Regions from separate parts of the Mus musculus genome. Here regions 2 and 3 are each linked to region 1. The links are chromatin contacts, called in public Hi-C and HiChIP or PLAC-seq maps. All regions are on one chromosome and are shown on one strand. Each heading gives the region's core, a stretch centred on a gene start, on an enhancer-like site or on the middle of the called end of the contact. The rest is flanking DNA. Distances are from core to core; before and after follow the strand shown. Region 1 has its middle 37 kb from the start of Foxd1. Region 2 has its middle 38 kb from the start of Gm41032. Region 3 has its middle 18 kb from the start of Gm41032.

Region 1 (3,025 bases), core at 477-2,976:
TAAACCAGGCAGTTCAAGGGTCTATCCCGTGGGGGAGGGAGCGGTGTTAGTTCAGATGTCTTCACTTGTGGCCCCCAAACTGCATAAACACACCTCTGACAGAGTGAAGTGAGTCACAGTTTCTCACTGTTCATTTACCACCTCCTCAACTCTGCTTGCTTTTGGAAGCTACCACAGGACATCTCCCTGTGATCCTTAGCTTAGGAATCCCACAGCTACAGATGTGTGTTTTCCTGTGTATCTGAAGCCTACTTTAGCCTGCATTTGGGAAGTCTTTTCTGGATGGGTAGGTTTGCTTGCTCCTTGATCAGATGACTGGACAATTCCAATACTGGCTCATTTATATTTCCTGCAGCCACTTCCTGGTGGTGGTCTCCTCACCACGAGTGCCTGGCCCAACCAACCTCTTTTTTTCCCCAAGACTGCACCATTGAAAAGCTTACTTTAGTAGACATAGCTGAGGGTGTCGGGTGAGGGACTACCCCACCCCCTAGTAGCAGCCCCCTCCTCCCTCCCTCTCTCTCTCTTTCTCTCTCTCTCTCTCTCTCTCTCTCTCTCTCTCTCTCTCTCTGTGTGTGTGTGTTTCAGTGCACTTGTGGGGTCAGAAGACAACTCACCAGGTAGTTGGGGCCCAGGATTGAATTTACAGAAATACCATTTTCTTCATGTGACCAACAGCAGCCAGGGTAGCGTCACCCACTTCTGTTATTAACCGGTACGGAGTGATGGCCTAGTGTTTCCCAGGCGTCTTTATAGATCAAGACTGTTTACTCTGAACCCTCAGTTGCCCATTGTCAGACCTCACTTTGACTTAAGCTTTCTCGGTTTTTCCTAGACAGTGGCCAGTGGCTTTGCAATGACTCAATGCAACAGCTGTTTAATCGCTTTTGGACCAAACTCAACAGCTTTACTGGAGGAAAGCTGAAATGAGGCTTTCTTGGGTGAGTTTTGAGAGAGGAGAGGCAAGAGGAAGGAAAAGCTTAGCAGGACCACGGAGTGTGTGTGGGGTGTTGGCCTGGATTAATCCTGTGCTGATAGTGCTTATACTGGGACCTCTTAGCTCTGGCCTTCTTTCTTAAGACAGATTTTTTTCTCTTCTTCCTCTCTTTTGTTGACTTGGACAGGAAAGGGCGTGCGATCTTTTCATTCAGCCTAAACATAATACAAGAAGTACCCCGTGCTTTGGGGGACATGTGGTTGTGTTCTAAGGGACATCTGCAGAAAGATGGTCTTGGGAAAAAAAACGCCTTCCCCAAAACACAGAAACATCTCCGGAGCGAGTGATCTCTGTGCGCACAGATTCAATAAGCCCAACCGCACTTGGCTGGGGCACAAACCTAATACGGCAGCCCATATTGTTGCTCGGAAGGTCTCCAGCCAAACCGACTTCTTGTAAAAATAAATACTCATCAGCAAATATTTTGATTAGTTAAAAATGTTCGAGATGGCTAGGCCCTCGCTCCCCCTCCTCCCCACCGCGGCGCTTCCCGACCCGGCCCGCTCGATGGGAGTCCGGCCCGCGGGCGCCCGGGAGGCTCGGGCGCCGGGCTCGCTGAGAGCGGTTCCTAGGGCTGCGGGACGCGATGGCCGGCCGCAGGCAGCCTCGCCCTCCCCGAGGCCGCCGGCCCGGAGCCGCGCGCAAGCTCGATACATTTACTTGCCTTAAGCTCTTTATTAACTCCCCCGGAGGAGCGCGGCTGCGGCTGCGGTTGCGGCTGCGGCCGCGCCTCCTGCGCCCCGGTGGTCTGGCTCCTCCGTGCGGCGCACATGCTAAACAGATTAACATGCCTTGGCTGACCCACGCTTCGCAACCCGCGGATAGGGTTTCTGCAGCTCCATGTGGAAATTAACCTATCTGTACCCGTGGTCAGCTGCGCCCGGCTGCTCCCGCTCTGGCCGGGCAATGCAAACAAACCCAGGCCGCTGCTCCCCTCCCTCTGTGACTCTTGGCCTCTCTCCCCCTTTCCTGGCCAAATATTTATTGGAAAAGAGGTTCTTCTCTTTGGCCGAAGGTAGGGCACATTTCTGAGAGCTCTTTATTTGTAAATGATTTCTTGGCAGGGCCAGGCACCCTTAGGAGGGGGTCGGTGGTGGTGGCAGGGAACTCATTCATGGTTGGAAGGTTTATACCCCTTTGCAGGCTGGGAGCTATTTGTGTTTGTCCAGAGCACACTAGTCCCGGTATGAAAAATACCCAGGCTGTCTGTAGCTTGCCTTTGCAACAGCTCCTCTGTATAATAGCATGGGCTGCTTTCTAATAGGGCAAATTCCCATTGCTCTGCCTCCTATCAGTGCCCAGTAACCGCTGTGAAGGAATTTTTCTAGATTTTCTTTCCCAGTGAGAAGGTGGGATCAGCCTGAACTCAAGACTTAACCGCAGCAACCCCTGCCCCTCTGCCTCCTCCACTGCCTCCTCCAGAAACCCAGGGCATGGGGGATTATAAATGGGCCTTCAGTCCTCTTGCTAAGCGGTTTCCGTCTGTATCCCATTATTCAAACGTTAATAACATTTAGGCAGTTCAGCTTTTCACTAGAACAGAGGTTGGGTCAATCTGTGTGGGTTGGATAGGGCTCTTCCGATTCCTTTCCAGGGCCTTCATCCTGAAGATGTCTCCATTGTTTGGGAACCAGGAATGGCTAATTTCTGAGATAACTGCTATTCTTGAGCCAATCGTGGTCACCTTGCCTCCTTACTCCAGTGAGCCCCACTCCACCCCAGGGTTCACTTTGAGATTCCTGGCCAGCCCCATCTTTCCTCCCTGGCTTCTGGCAGCGTGGCACCGTGTTTGAGAGGGGGTGGTTTGGGCGTGCCCCCAGTGCTGTTTCTCAAAGCATCTGTGGCAGCTAGCCATCCTGTTTGGGTTTACTTTCCAGTGGCCTTGGTGCTGGTGAACTGCGTGAGAGTTGCAGGTGGCACTGATCAAACTGTGTGGCGGCAGCGTTCATGTGGCAAGGCAACAGTCGGGGGGGGGCACACAATTCATGTGACACACCCACAGTAGACCCACAATCAGGGGAACAACTG
Region 2 (3,330 bases), core at 137-2,636, 110 kb after region 1:
GCATGAGCACCTACACACACAGAGAGACAGACAGACAGACGACAGACAGACAGACAGACAGACAGACAGACGGAGGTGGGGGAGGGAGCGAGGGAGGGAAAGAATTAGAAGGAAAAAGAAGTTACTTGCATCCATCCTTGTATCTTTCACAGAGATATTTCTGTATAATTTGCTAAGAATGTGTTTAATCAATGAATCTCTACCTCCAGACAGGATGCTTTCACTTAAAAGACCACTGTGTATGTGTGTGTGTGTGTGTTATATATGTATATGTGTGTGTGTGTGTGTGTGTGTGTGTACACACACACACAGATAGTGTCCATGCAAGGATACAGCCGGCTCCAAGAACATTAGCCAAAAATGACCCTTGAACTATGATCTATTCTAACCTCTCATTTCACAGATTAGAAAGCCAAGACTCAAGGCAACTAAATAAGCCATCTGAGGTCACGGACTAATCTGTACCAAAACCTGGCATCTAACGCCAGTGAATTTTCCCCCTAAACCACCCTGCCTCTAAGAATGAGGAAGCATAAATAAAGAACCTCAACCCTTATATATAGTCTTCCCACCCCATCATTATGGAGGGAGAAGACCTCAGCTGTTTTAATTGCCACCTGCAGAAGTACTTGGCGGTCCAATGCATTACATATTTGGCAAGCCCACGTGAAAGACGCTTTGAGAACTCAGGCAAAATGAGAAAGTCAACGGAATGCTTTTTATTTGTAGGTTGGAACAGAGCACTCCTAGCTCGGGCTGCTGGCTTTCTAGTGACTTCAGGGTTGCCGCTTTAATGCTTCAATGAGCAGCAAATTGGACCACAAGAGCGTCAATCACGCGATCCTGGCAAGCAGCGATCCTGGCAAGCAACACCCCCTCCAACCAAGCGAAGTGGGATGTGTTTGCTTGCTCACAACAGCTCCATTCATAGCATGGGTGTGGAGGAACCCTCACTCTAGGGGTTCTCTGCTCCTCAAACATCTGCCCCTCTTTGTGATCCTTCAAAGCTGAATTTCTGAGGTGTGTCCAGTCCACAAGCATCCAATCAGATGCGAGCAACAGGCTGCTGCCACTGCTGTCCGGGTGGGTGGGTGAGCAGGGACCAGACAGCATTAAGCCTCAGCCAGGAAATTAGTGAGGTGCAAATTGCATAGTAGTGGCTGCAGGGCAAGAGGAAAATTGCAGACCATTGCCCAAAGAAAGAGAGAGAAATGGCAGGGTGGTATTTTGGAATCTGGCAATGGGCAGCCACTGGACATAGAGTCATTGCCTTAGTCAGGGGTGGGGAGCAACGGCTTTTTAAAAGGAAGCACAATATGCCACATGATCTTAAGGGTTCAACTCCAGTTGCCCTATAACCTATGCCCAGGTCAAGACAGAGAGCGCCCTCTTGTGTTCATTTTCAGCCACCCCACCCGAGGTGGGGGGGGAACAGCCATTCTGCCTTGTGTTTTCACCTAGACCAAATGACAAGCCAGGAGACTCCAGCTACTGGAGTCCTTCCAGATTGTTTCCCACACCTCAGCTGCGGAGACAGAGCCTGGCCTGCTGGCCCTGCCCAGCATCCCCTCCTGCACATTGGCTGTTCACAGGATCAGATTAGGAGCTGAATCGGTGGGTGTCACCTGGAGGATCAACTAGGAGGTGACAACACTAAGATGGCCCTTTGGGCCCCCATCTCTTTGCAGAGCTAACCTCTGCCCTGAAGGGTCTGGCCGAGAGATGCAGACTCCTCTAGCAATATTGCTCACATTGTATGGCATTGGGCTGATCTTCTGTTTCTTTTTTGGTGTTTTTGCAGTTTCTTCTTTTCCCTCATTGCAGGCTCTCTGAGTTTCCTTAGAGTGGTCAGCCGTCATGGAGGAGAGGTATAGGTTGTTTTGCTCCCTGGGTTTCCTGTTAGGCAACAAACTCAGGCCCGCAAGGCTTGGCAGCCATGGTGCTGATATTTGTGGCCTGGAGTCATGGCTGGATTTGCTTAGCTTGCCACCTGGCTGGAGAGGATGATTTTGCCACGAGAGGAGCGCTGTTCCGGAGAAGAATCAAGCGTGTTTTAAATAGTTTTCATATTCTGGCTGTGAGTGTGGGTTTGGCTTTCCTCCAGTGCATAGTGTCGTAGGCACTAGGGTGTGTGTCTTGAGAACCCCGTTTCAAGTTGATCATCAAGATGAACAGCCAGGGCTCACTTTGGCAGACGCACCAAAACCTAAATAATACGCGGAAGCTTAATGTGGTCCCTGTGAAAAGATGGTGTGGATTCGTGAGGCAGTGCGTATTTTAAAAATAAAAATGAAGTGCTGGTTAGAGTCCTTCTGAGCTTCCTGTGGGATGAAAAGTAGGTACTCAGGGGGGGACATGCGTCCCCACAGCAGCTGCAGGAAGGGAGTTCTGTGCCTCTCTTAGCTTCCCTCCATTTAACCTTCAACCCTTTGCAGTTCAACTTCACTGCTAAGGCAACCCAAGGCTCCTTGGATGTCAACTCCGGTGAGGATGTTTCTTAAATGGCGATCTTAAATCAGCCCCTTGGTGGAGCTGGCACACTTACCCATCCTGTTACTAAGTTTCTCTTCATGGCCACCGAGGACCATCCCTCCAGGCCTTTCTCCTGCATCTCCAGTTCCCCCCAGTTCTGTCCCTTTTGCAGTCTCTCCTCCTCCCACTTACTGCGTTTGCTTGGAGCTCTCTTGGGATTCTGTGCCCAGCTGCCTTCTCCTCTCTACTCTACATCCCATGGGCCATCCACAGAGCTTCAGCTCAGACCACAGTGTCCAGGTAATGGCTTCTCCTTCAATCTCCAGCTGACTACTGGCCTCTCCGTGACCTCCCCTTAAGCATCTGCAGCTACTGCTTCCAAACCCAGCTGCCCATCAAAGTCACAGTAAGTTTTTAAAAATCCCTGTGTGGCTGTTGCCACCTGAGCTGGTGAATAAACCCATCTGGGTCTGCCTCGGCTGTGATTACAGTCCCTGTCTTAACTGTGGTTCATCCTAGGATTTTTTTTTTTTGCACCTTCACAATCAATGGTTTAAAAGTAGAAATGTATTTCCAATTTTCATCTTTTCTCCTAAGCCAGTGACTCCTAGTAGAATCATCTTGAGCTACTGGGCAGTGGCAGCAAACTGCAATTTCCAGTCAGCCATGAAGTCCCAGGGAAAACAGCAGATACACCAGTACACCATGCTACAAAGCCAGGATATGTGCTAGGCCTTTAAATGCATTATTTTACTTACGCTATTTCAATGTGTGGTGGAGGCTCTCTGAAAGACACCATCAAGTTTAGGAGCAAGCCCAGGTAGTCTAATGAATAGTCAGAAACCAGACCTCTGCGGC
Region 3 (3,294 bases), core at 286-2,785, 130 kb after region 1:
CATTCAGATCCTCCAAATGTGAAATATTCATACGATCCGGTCTGGAAGTTTAATTGTGATTATAAAAGGAAATCTGTCTGATCAGTTCTGTGCAATAGCAAAACAGACATATGCTCCTCTCTCTGGCTCTCCACCCATGGAACACACACACACACACACACACACACACACACACACACACCCTGGAATGAATCTACAGTTAAAATAAAAAGCAGCTGGCAGTGGGCCCATCGTGTGTGATGATAATTAGACAAATGTTTCCCAAGGTTTGGATGATCTTGTGAGGACAGCTTTGGGAGGCAGAGGTTTGGGAACTGGGGGAATGAGGCGCCCCCCTTACAAATGGGTTAAGTGATAACACAATGTCATACAATCTCTAATTTGGTACCTTTTGTTTATTGTTTTTCGCCATGCATCCTGGGAAATGTGTCTTCCGCTAAGTGAGTGAAGAAAAACTGAAGGCTTTGATTTACAAAAATTAAAGCCATGACCAGCGTTGGATCAAGGTTGCATCCTGAGCCTGGAAAGCCTCATCCCTCTCTCTCCGTCTCCGTTTCCCTCTCCGTCTCCGTCTCCGTCTCCGTCTCCCTCTCCGTCTCCCTCTCCGTCTCCCTCTCCGTCTCCCTCTCCGTCTCCCTCTCCGTCTCCCTCTCCGTCTCCCTCTCCGTCTCCCTCTCCGTCTCCGTCTCTGTCTCCTGCCCTGGGGAAAGAGTTAAGGGTCTTAGGTTAATGCAGCTCTTCTGCCATCTGGGGCTCTGACTTGTTTGACCCTCTCCCAAATGATTGTAATCCTGAGTCTGGAACAGATATACAGCTGGTCAGGGCAGCATAGCTGCCTTCTGCTTCTGGGTGGCTCGGGATCAGGAGAGCAGGCCTGGGGGCTCAAGAATCAGGAAGCCAGCACCATCAGCAAGCTGCCTGACTGTAAGCAAGAGCTGTCTTCTCTTCGCCACTTCTCCCCCTTAGAGAGTAGACATTCACACACCAGTGTGAATACGGAGGCCATGTGTTAAACCTCCCAGAGTTATTTACATTTTAAGTTTAGGCTTTGATTTTTAGATGAAAGCAATTTATCCTCATTAAAAGAATTCCAAGTATGTGGACATACAGAAGAGGCTGTTGGTGTGAAGGAGAATTGGGGGGGGGGGGGACAGGAAATTCTCTTCTAAGCTATGGAGACCACTGAGCTGGGGGTCTGCCGATAGGAATTCTACTACCCGCACCAATGATATGTAGCCTGGCGTGTGGAGATTATAGAGTAAAGGAAGAAGAAAGAAAAAAATGGCGGGGAGGGTATTTTTACTTTCTATTTAATTAATAAAGGAATTTTTAGTTAATAAATCGACTTTGTGATCCGAAGGGAAGAGACTCCCAGGAAAGATGGTGGATCAGAACATGTGGGAAGATCAGGAGTCAGGGTAAGAAAGAGGAGACTCTGAGGTGGGAAAAGCAGGCACTTGGCTGCAGCAGGGACGGCCCCTGTGTCCCATCAGGTTTGCCGCGGGAGCCTGTGAGAACAGGCTGCCCTGCTGAGAACAGAGCTGGGCACGCCCGGAAGCCGCTGGTGACCGTAAAACATACTCAGTGCACACGTGCGCTGTGCCCTGGCCTAGGCTTGGAGGCTTTGACTTGATTCTTTGCCAGGGTCCTCTCCAAGTCCTCCTGCCTCAGCCCCCCAGTAGCCGAGACTACAGACAGGAGCCACTGTGCCCACCAAAGCAAAGCAAGATTTGATTCTCTTTTTTGTTTTTTCGTTTTTTTTTTTTTTTTTTTTTTTTTTGCTTTTTTTTTTAATTAGATGTTTTCTTTATTTACATTGGAAATTTTATTCCCTTTCCTCATTTCCCTTCTGCCCCCCCCCCCCCCCCGCTTCCCCCTTCTCACTAACTCACCTTCTCACTTTTTTGTCCTGGCATTCCCCTAAACTGGGGAAATTGAGCCTTCACAAGACCAAGGGCCTCTCCTCTCATTAATGTCCCACAAGGCCATCCTCTGCTACATATGCAGCTGGAGACATGGGTCCCTCCATGTGTACCCTTTGATTGGTGGTTTAGCCCCTGGGAGTTCTGGGGGGGGTACTAGTTGGTTCCTCCTATGGGGCTGCTAACCCCTTCAGCTCCTTGTGTCCTTTCTCTAGCTCCTCCATTGGAGACCCTGTGCTTTGTCCAATGGTTGGCTGTGAGCATCCACTTCTGTATTTGTCAGGCACTGGCAGAGCCTCTCAAGAGACAGCTACATCAGACTCCTGACAGTAAGCACTTGTTGGCATCTGCAATAGTGTCTGTGTTTGGTGACTGTATATGGGATGGATGCCCAGGTGGGACAGTCACTGGATGGTCACTCCTTCAGTGTCTGCTACAAGCTTTGTCTCTGTATTTCCTCCCATGGGTATTTTGATCCTCCTTCTAAGGACTGAATTAACCACACTGTGGTCTTCCTTCTTCTTGAGATTTGATTCTCTTTTAATCAAGGAGTTGGAAACTATAAAAACTGTTGTCTGAGCGGATCTATATGCCATGTAAAAGTACAGATGAATACAGAAAAATAAAGAGATAGGAAGGCAAACTCAAATTCCTACCCAGAAACAAACAAGACAACATTTATAAGAACTATTTGCTTATGTTTTTCTACATGTATGGGTATCTGGAACTCGCCAATTACAGGGCTACAGAAATAGAAGGTACTTAACTACAAGGAGCTTGCCCCTCCCATGTGGGACTTTATCTGTCTGTCTGTCTGTCTGTCTGCCTCCCTGTCTGCCTTTGTTCTTTCTTTGATATAAGACATATAATGAGCTGGCCAGTGATAACTCATGTTTTTAATCTCAGCACTCCGGAGGCAGAGACAGGCAGATCTTTCTGAGTTTGAAGTCATCCTGGTCTACTAGTGAGGTCAGCCAATGAGTTCCAGGACAGCAAGGCTACACTGAAAAACCTGTCTCGAAAACACACACACATATGCGCGCGCACACACACACAAACACACACACACACACACACACAATGTTTAGTACATTGAGTTTTCACCAGACTCAGAGCACCTACAACTCTTCACAGCACCACCCACCCACCCACACCCTTGTCCCTTTGCAACCCCTAACCCTTTACAAGAGCATTCTGGACTCCCTAAAGCCTGGGGTTGGCTGGGCCTGGGTTTGAACTTTACATCAGTGCAAACCTACAGTGAATACTCTTGTTCCTTCTTGCACTCTGTCATTCTGCATGTGAGTGTCACCCACACTGTGTGTGTAATGTCCACCTATCCTCATGGCTGTACCGTGTTCAGTGCTATAAC

The links. Hi-C and Micro-C count contacts between places; a contact is called where the count stands out from the background. HiChIP or PLAC-seq counts read pairs in DNA pulled down with a chosen protein or histone mark.
Region 2: a Hi-C map of the N1E-115 cell line shows a contact between it and region 1, with 7 times the contacts expected there. The contact joins two enhancer-like sites. A contact is called at or near these places in 10 of 39 promoter capture datasets (the 3T3-L1 cell line, 3T3-L1-derived adipocytes, the HPC-7 cell line and 5 more), 1 of 15 datasets of contacts at CTCF or cohesin (stem cell-derived epiblast-like cells), 15 of 484 Hi-C or Micro-C datasets (the N1E-115 cell line, cranial neural crest, embryonic fibroblasts and 5 more), 10 of 115 datasets of contacts at active chromatin or transcription factors (craniofacial prominence, embryonic forebrain, embryonic hindbrain and 5 more) and 3 of 9 other capture datasets (embryonic tail, liver and pancreatic islet).
Region 3: an H3K4me3 HiChIP or PLAC-seq map of embryonic limb bud shows a contact between it and region 1, with 2.8 times the contacts expected there. The contact joins two enhancer-like sites. A contact is called at or near these places in 1 of 15 datasets of contacts at CTCF or cohesin (the NIH/3T3 cell line), 7 of 484 Hi-C or Micro-C datasets (the N1E-115 cell line, embryonic stem cells, nephron progenitors and 1 more), 10 of 115 datasets of contacts at active chromatin or transcription factors (craniofacial prominence, embryonic forebrain, embryonic hindbrain and 5 more) and 1 of 9 other capture datasets (embryonic stem cells).

What each region holds. Positions count from the first base shown.
Region 1 is chr13:98,389,650-98,392,674 of GRCm38.p6, forward strand. No RefSeq gene overlaps it. Among named protein-coding and RNA genes, the nearest start is that of Foxd1, 37 kb to the left of the region's middle. Within about 2 kb of position 1,727, at least 50 of the 459 cell types and tissues checked have an H3K27ac peak or open chromatin away from gene starts, as enhancers often do. A contact at or near this core is called in the N1E-115 cell line and embryonic limb bud, where this site is marked.
Region 2 is chr13:98,496,260-98,499,589 of GRCm38.p6, forward strand. No RefSeq gene overlaps it. Among named protein-coding and RNA genes, the nearest start is that of Gm41032, 38 kb to the right of the region's middle. Within about 2 kb of position 1,387, at least 29 of the 459 cell types and tissues checked have an H3K27ac peak or open chromatin away from gene starts, as enhancers often do. A contact at or near this core is called in the N1E-115 cell line, where this site is marked.
Region 3 is chr13:98,516,991-98,520,284 of GRCm38.p6, forward strand. No RefSeq gene overlaps it. Among named protein-coding and RNA genes, the nearest start is that of Gm41032, 18 kb to the right of the region's middle. Within about 2 kb of position 1,536, at least 26 of the 459 cell types and tissues checked have an H3K27ac peak or open chromatin away from gene starts, as enhancers often do. A contact at or near this core is called in embryonic limb bud, where this site is marked.